2 separate regions of the Pan troglodytes genome follow, and region 2 is linked to region 1. A link is a contact called in public Hi-C data. All regions are on one chromosome and are shown on one strand. Each heading gives the region's core, a stretch centred on a gene start, on an enhancer-like site or on the middle of the called end of the contact. The rest is flanking DNA. Distances are from core to core; before and after follow the strand shown. Region 1 holds the start of LUC7L (LUC7 like). Region 2 holds the start of AXIN1 (axin 1).

Evidence for each region. A called contact is a pair of places that touch in the nucleus more often than the background predicts.
Region 2: a contact with region 1 is called in a Hi-C map of stem cell-derived neural progenitor cells, with 3 times the contacts expected there. The contact joins the promoter of AXIN1 here to the promoter of LUC7L in region 1. A contact is called at or near these places in 1 of 7 Hi-C or Micro-C datasets (stem cell-derived neural progenitor cells), 1 of 1 datasets of contacts at active chromatin or transcription factors (stem cell-derived excitatory neurons) and 1 of 1 other capture datasets (stem cell-derived neural stem cells).

The regions. Positions count from the first base shown.
Region 1 is chr18:2,562,859-2,566,114 of NHGRI_mPanTro3-v2.0_pri, forward strand. It overlaps LUC7L (LUC7 like), which reads right to left and starts at 1,507. Exons shown (of 10, transcript XM_523246.8): 1 at 1,276-1,507. The coding sequence starts at 1,336. LOC100608743 (renal cancer differentiation gene 1 protein-like) reads left to right here and starts at 3,129. Exons shown (of 1, transcript XM_054668108.1): 1 at 3,129-3,256. The coding sequence starts at 3,135.
Region 2 is chr18:2,698,327-2,701,638 of NHGRI_mPanTro3-v2.0_pri, forward strand. AXIN1 (axin 1) reads right to left here and starts at 1,441. Exons shown (of 12, transcript XM_024349594.3): 1 at 1,113-1,441.

The DNA.
Region 1 (3,256 bases), core at 257-2,756:
GACCTCAGCTGCAGAATTTTATGCCCGCTGTTGAAAAGTGTTAAAGGAAAAGTTTTCTTGCCCACACCTGCAGTAAGGAAGTCGGGGGAATGATACATAAAAGTAAAGGTAAAGTGGTATGTGACAAATTTTAAAGCTAGTCTGTGTATACAACACAGAGCTGTGCAACGCTAGAGGAGGAATATATTTTAGGATTTGCAAGCATCCAGGATTAATGTAGTGTCTTTTTATTGAAAATGTTTTCTTTCTAAACTACACTTTTAAAGTTACTTGTGAAAAAAAGCAAACACTTTTTTGTTATAACAGCTTAGAAATTGGTTGTGACTCACGGCTCGATGAACATGAGGCTTTCTGCAACTCCCTTGCAGATTGATGTAGGCAGGCAAAGATACACTGAACCTTTATAAATAAAATAGAGGGGCCACAATTGTTCAGTTTGTATGAAATAAAAATATGGGAAGCAATTCAAAAGCAACTCAATATACAAAGAAAGCTAAAAAGCACTTATTCACCTATGAAATAAAGTGCAAATAATCTGCACAGCCCTGAGAATGTGCCAGTGTGAACTTACAACTTCATTACTCAGCAGAAAAGAAAACACAAACCACAGCAGGTATATAGTTTTGCAAAGATGCAACCGCTTTCTCCTGTGACAACCATCATGATCTTGAGCTCCTCCCTACACAGTACAACCTACCTAACGACTGTCAAGCGCTGGCTACACAGAGGCTCTCCTGTGTGCTGGGGGGAAGGGGGCAGCTGGAAAAGTACTTGGCAGAAACCCACGTTAGAAAAGCTCAGTTTACGGCTCCCCTTGCAATGGTACAGAACCAGAGCGGGCCAGGTTTTCGAGGCCCATCCGGCTCCCTCGGGTGTAGCTTCTTCCCAAGGAGCCTCGGAAGAGTTCTGCCACCCGGCTGCCAGCGACCTGGAGCCCACGCTGATTCCAGCCCTCCGCCGACTCCACAGTTCGCGGAGGGGCACGGAGCCGCGGCGCCCGCCGGGGAGGAAGTAGCAGGACGGTACATAGGAAGGAGGCTGAAGCCCCATCCATGGCGCAGACTCCGAGAGAGGAGCCCGACCTGGACCCACGGCCGCCTCAGAGACGAACCGGCTTAGACAAAGGCCCGGCGCCTGCGGTCGGCGCGCGGGGGAGGAGGAGCGATGCCCCGCGCAGGCGCAGGCGCAGACGATGGCGGCCCCCGCCTCAGGCCGCCCGGCGGCCTCGCCTCACTCCCACCCCAGACCCTCGCCTGGTTGGCCGCTCTGACTCACCGTCCCGAGCCGTGCCCATGAGCTGGTCCAGCAGGGCCCGCATCTGCGCCTGGGCGGACATGGTAGCCGGCGGAGGCGACGGGGTCGGCCGCGACGACTTCTCTCAGGCAGGCGGTGGCAGCGGCGTCGACAAACGATGGTCGCGTCGGCCTCGAGCCCACTCGGCTCTTTCCCGCCGCGGGGGACGCCGGGAGGAAGTACGACGGCGCCGGCGCACGCCCTGCTGGGAAATGTAGTTTCTGGGGTGGGTGCTTAGGGAGGCTGAGGCTCTGAGTGGTCGCCAAGTTGTCCAACGGCGGAACCAAAATCCCAACCCTGATTTTCCTCTAGACCCCCAGGACCTCAAACGAGTCTCTACGGAGGGTAAACTACAATAAAATGAAATACAGTCAATCAAAAACAAGATGAATCCGTGCTTTTTCTAAGCTAGCCATGAAACCGTGAGCATATTATTTAGCTCCCCGACGCTCGTTTTTTTAAATCTGTGAAATGAGGGTTCTAAAGGTGCCCCTCATATGATTTTTGTGAAAGTTAAATAAAGCATGGAATTTTATTTATTTATTTATTTATTTAGAGCGAGGGTCTTGCTCCGTCGCCCAGGCTGGAATGCAGTGGCGCGATTACCGCTCACTGCAGCCTCGACCTCCCCGGCTCCTTATCCTCCCGCCTCAGCCCGACAAAGTATTGGGATTACTGGTGTGAACCACCACGTTTGGCCATCAGTCATGGCATTAATATTAGGTTCTATGATTACAACCTCGTGGTCGTCCTTCTGTGAGCTCATGGTCTACTGTCCCAGGGACTAAAAAAAAGGCATATGTAAGCAATTATTTTATGTGATAATAGAATTATAGCATGCACTTATGTGTGCATAGTCTGGCATATACTTCTATTATATTAAACCTCTATTATTTATTTATTTATTTTTGAGACAGAGTTTCGCCCAGGCTAGAGTGCAATGGCGCGATCTTGGCTCTCCGCAACCTCCGCCTCCTGGGTTCAAGCGATTCTCCTGCCTCAACCTCCCAAAGTGCTGGGATTACAGGCATGAGCCACCACGCCTGGTCTTTATTTTTTATTTGTTTATTTATTTATTTATTTTTGAGACGGAGTCTTGCTCTGTCACCCAGGCTGGAATGCTGTGGCGCGATCTCGGCTCACTGTAAGCTCAGCCTCCCGGGTTGAAGCGATTCTCCTGCCTCAGTCTCCCCAGTAGCTGGAATTTCAGGCGCCCGCCACCCCCTCCGGCTAATTTTTGAATGTTAAGTAGAGACGGGGTTTCACCATGCTGGCCAGGCTGGTCTCAAAGTCTTGACCTCAAGTAGCCAGCCACCATGCCCAGCTGATTTTTGTATTTTCGGTAGACACGGTGTTGTACCGTATTGGCCAGGCTGGTCTTGAACTTCTGACCTTGTGATCTGCCTGCCTCGGCCTCCCAAAGTGCTGAGATTACAGGCGTGAGCCACCGCGCCCTGCTGTATTTTATTTATTTTTGAGACGGAGTCTCCTTCTGTCGCCCAGCCTGGAGTGCAGTGGCGCGATCTCGGCTTCCTGCATCCTCTGACTCCTGGGTTCACGCGATTCTCCTGCCTCAGTCTCCCCAGTAGCTGGGATTACAGGCACCCACCATCATTCCCGACTAACTTTTTTTTTGTACTTTTGCAGAGACGGGGTTTCGCCATGTTGGCCAGGCTGGTCTTAAACTCCTAACCTCAGGTGATCCGCCCATCTCAGCCTCCCAAAGTCCTGGGATTACAGCTGTGAGCCAGAACGCCAGGCCCCTGCTCTCTATTTAAAATAAATAAATAGGGTGTCCGTTGGGCTGCTCGGGTCGGATTCCGCGGTGACAGCCCTTCCCCATGGCCGACCCTGAGAAGTTGCAGGTTTCTTCGCCGCCCCCGCCGCCTCGTTCTTCTCCCTCCTCTTCAGACGCCTCTGCAGCATCTTCCCCTGGCAGCCCAGTGAGTTTGGGCTGGCCAGT
Region 2 (3,312 bases), core at 191-2,690, 140 kb after region 1:
GAAGTGTGAGCAAAAACAAGGGGCTGACATGCACAATAAGAACGCTTTACAAATTATCTTAGAAGGGGCCAGGCGCGGTGGCTCATTCCCAACACTTTGGTAGGCCAAGGTGGGCGGATCACCTGAGGTCAGGAGTTCCAGGCCAGCATGGTCAACATGGTGAAACCCTGTCTCTACTAAAAATACAAAAATTAGCCGGATGTGGTGGCGCATGCCTGTTATCCCAGCTACTCAGGCGGCTGAGGCAGGAAAACTGCTTGAACCCGGGAGGCGGAGGTTGCAGTGAGCCAAGATAGCGCCACTGCACTCCAGCCTGGGCTACAGTGCGAGACTCCGTCTCAAAAAAAAAAAAAAAAAAAAAAAATTATCTTAGAGGAGGACGGTGGTCACCCCTGTAGTCCCAACACCTTGGAAGGCTGAGGCAGGTGGATCGCTTGAGGCCAAGAATTCAACACCTGCTGGGCAATATAGTGACACCCCATCTCTACAAAAAAAAAAAAAAAAATCTTATAGATGGGCTGAGAAAAATCCCCAGAAAACTGACATGTTTTTCTCTACTTTCTTCAATGCCAAGCTGAAAGTTTCACTGCTCGGGCAGTGCAGCTCTGGTTTCACGGGGGGCTAAATTCCAAAGTGCGGGGCGGGGGTAGAATCTAAGAACCACACCCAAGAGAAAGACCAGTGTTTGGGCAGCAAGGCATCAACCTGGAGGGTACGGACGCCGGAGCACGCGGCTACCCAGGCCGAACCCCGACCCGGACCCGGCATGCGGCCTCGGCGAGGGCGGGCGGGAGTGTCCTCCTCCGGGGCAGCCGGACTCCTGCCGACTTCTGGGCGGCGGGGAGGGCTCCAGGCCCGGCTCTCCCGGGCCCCCGCACGCGATGCGCGGCCCCTGCAGCTGCTCCGTGCCCCGAGACGCGCCCGAGGCCTCGGACCTCCAAGCGGCCACCGCGCCGCCAGTCCCGCTGCCCAGGGACACCCCGGCCCCAGCTCCCCGCGCGCCCACCCCCTCGGTCCCACGCGCGTCAGCCACCCGCGCCCCCCGCCGCTTCCGGGTCCCGCCCGCCCGGCCTACCGCGGCCTAGCCCGCCCCGGAACCCGGCCCTACTCACCCGCGCGCGGTGGTGGCGGGACCCCGGGCCCGGCTCCCGGAGCGGCGCGGCGCGGCCCGGCCCATGCGCTCAGCGGCAGCACGGCGGGCGGGACCCGGCGGGGGCGCGGCCCGGGGCGGCCCCCATCTCGGCGGCTGCGGCTCGGCGGCCCGGAGGCGGACGCGGGGCAGGCCGCGGGGGCGCCGCAGGGGCCCAGCCGCCAGCTCCCACCCGCCCGCTCCGCGTGGACGCGGCTCCGGGCCGACTCCGGCCGGCTCTGGCGGCGGCAGCGGCCACGATCGCCTCCCGAGCCAGAGCGCCGAAGCCCAGGCCCGAGCGCCCCCGCCGGCGGCGTCCGGAAGTGCGGGGGCGGGGCCGGGGCGCGGGGACGAGGTGAGAGCGCGGGGCGGGGCCTCAACACGGGGCGGGGCCGGCAGCGCGGGGACGAGGTAAAGGGTGTGGGGCGGGGCTTCAGGCGCGGGGCGGGGCTGAAAGCGCGAGGATAAAGTGAGGAGCGTGGGGCTGGGCCGACAGCGAGGGGACAGGTGAGGAGAACGGGGCGGGGCCGGGGCGTGGGCGGGGCCGGAAGCGAGAAGAAGAGGTGAAGAGCTCGGGGCGGGGCCTCGGGCGTGGGGCGGGGACCAGGGAGTAAGGCGGGGCCCGCCTCGAGCAGAAGAGGTAAAGAGCGTGAGGCGGGGCCTCCGGCGCGGGGCGGGGCCGGAAGCGAGAAGACGAGGTGAGAAACATGGGGCGGGGTCTCTGCATGGGCAGGAGAGGGCGTGGTCAGTGCCTGCCGGGGGCGGGGCGTGCCGGGGGCGCGGTCGCGCCGTCTTCCCGAGGGGCGGTGCGGAAGCGGAGCCCGGGAGGCTTTGGCTTCCCAGAGAGCGGAGTGGGAGAGGCGCCGTTGCAGGTCCTTGGAATGGCCGCGGCCGTGGGGAGCACTGGGCGGACTGCGCGCCCCGACGGGCGCACGTGGGGCGCAGCCCTTTTCTGCCGTCAGTACATCGGAGGGCAGTCAGGGGGCTGCAGGCCTCGGGGCTCCCTGCCCAGCCGGCCCTGGACAGGAGGCCCTCGTGGGGACCGCCACGGCCTGCCCGCCGCCGTGAGGGAAGCAGGCTCCCAGGAGTGGGGTGGTCGGCAGGCAGGGATGGCCAGGGCCCTTGGAAGGTGGGGTGGGCTCCACCCTCCTGAGTCCCAAGGCAGCCTGGACTCACAGCGCCAGGGAACACGTTAGGCCCCAATATATGGTAGCTCTCACCCGGACAGGAGCCACAACCTCCAAAGAGCCCACCGGCTAGGACCCTCTGCCTTGATTTCTCCCAGGCACCATCTAGTATCAGAGAAGGGTTCTCCTTCCCTCCGCTGCCCAGGCCAGCCCGAGAGCAAGGCCACTGGAGTGTCCAGACCCCTGCACCCTTTCCCCTGGGCTGTCTCAACAGCGGCCCTGCCAAGGGGTCCAGTCCGATCCTGCCGCCCTGGCTGCCCAGATCCGTGTCACTTGCCCTGCAGGCCACACAGCATGAGGTCACAGCCCCAGGCACCCCACGGCAGAGAGGCACAGGCCCCCAGCAGCAGCCCCAGCACCAGCTCTGGCCAGCCCAACCCTGTCAGAACCAACCCTCTGCTCTCCACCCAGGCCTCAGCCAACCATCAGGCCCTCCCCAAGGAGGAGGATGTGAGTACCAGGATCTGCCGCCTCCCACAACAGCCCAGGGCCCTGTCCTTCCCAGAGCACTATTGGGCCTGGCACCTCCCGGGATGCTCCAGGCAGCCCCCTGGGGTCAGCTATACCCCCGTTTCACAGAGGAGACAGCTGCAGTTCAGGCCACACAGGACCAGCTCGCCTCCTGTTGGGTGAGGGCTCCCCACCTCGTCCGCACCCCCCACTGAGCCAACAGCCCTCATCTATCTGCCCTCTGCTTTAGGCCTCCCAGGGCTCCCTGCTGCCCACAGCCCTTCAGGGCCCTTCCTAATGGCGCCTCCCCCACACCTTCCCCTAGATGCGTCTGGCCACTTGCCCGCCTCCGTGCTTCCGTGTCCATCATGTCCATACCTGCCAGCTCCCTCCAGGCACCTCTCACGTCACCCCCATGTCTTTCCCTGGGCTGTGTCACCCTGGATGCCCAGCCTCACCCTTCAGAGCTCCCAGGCAAGCACAGAAGTCCCAGCTCCAGGCTCCCTGAGCTTCCAGCCCACCCCCCACCAGATGTCCACAGGTGGG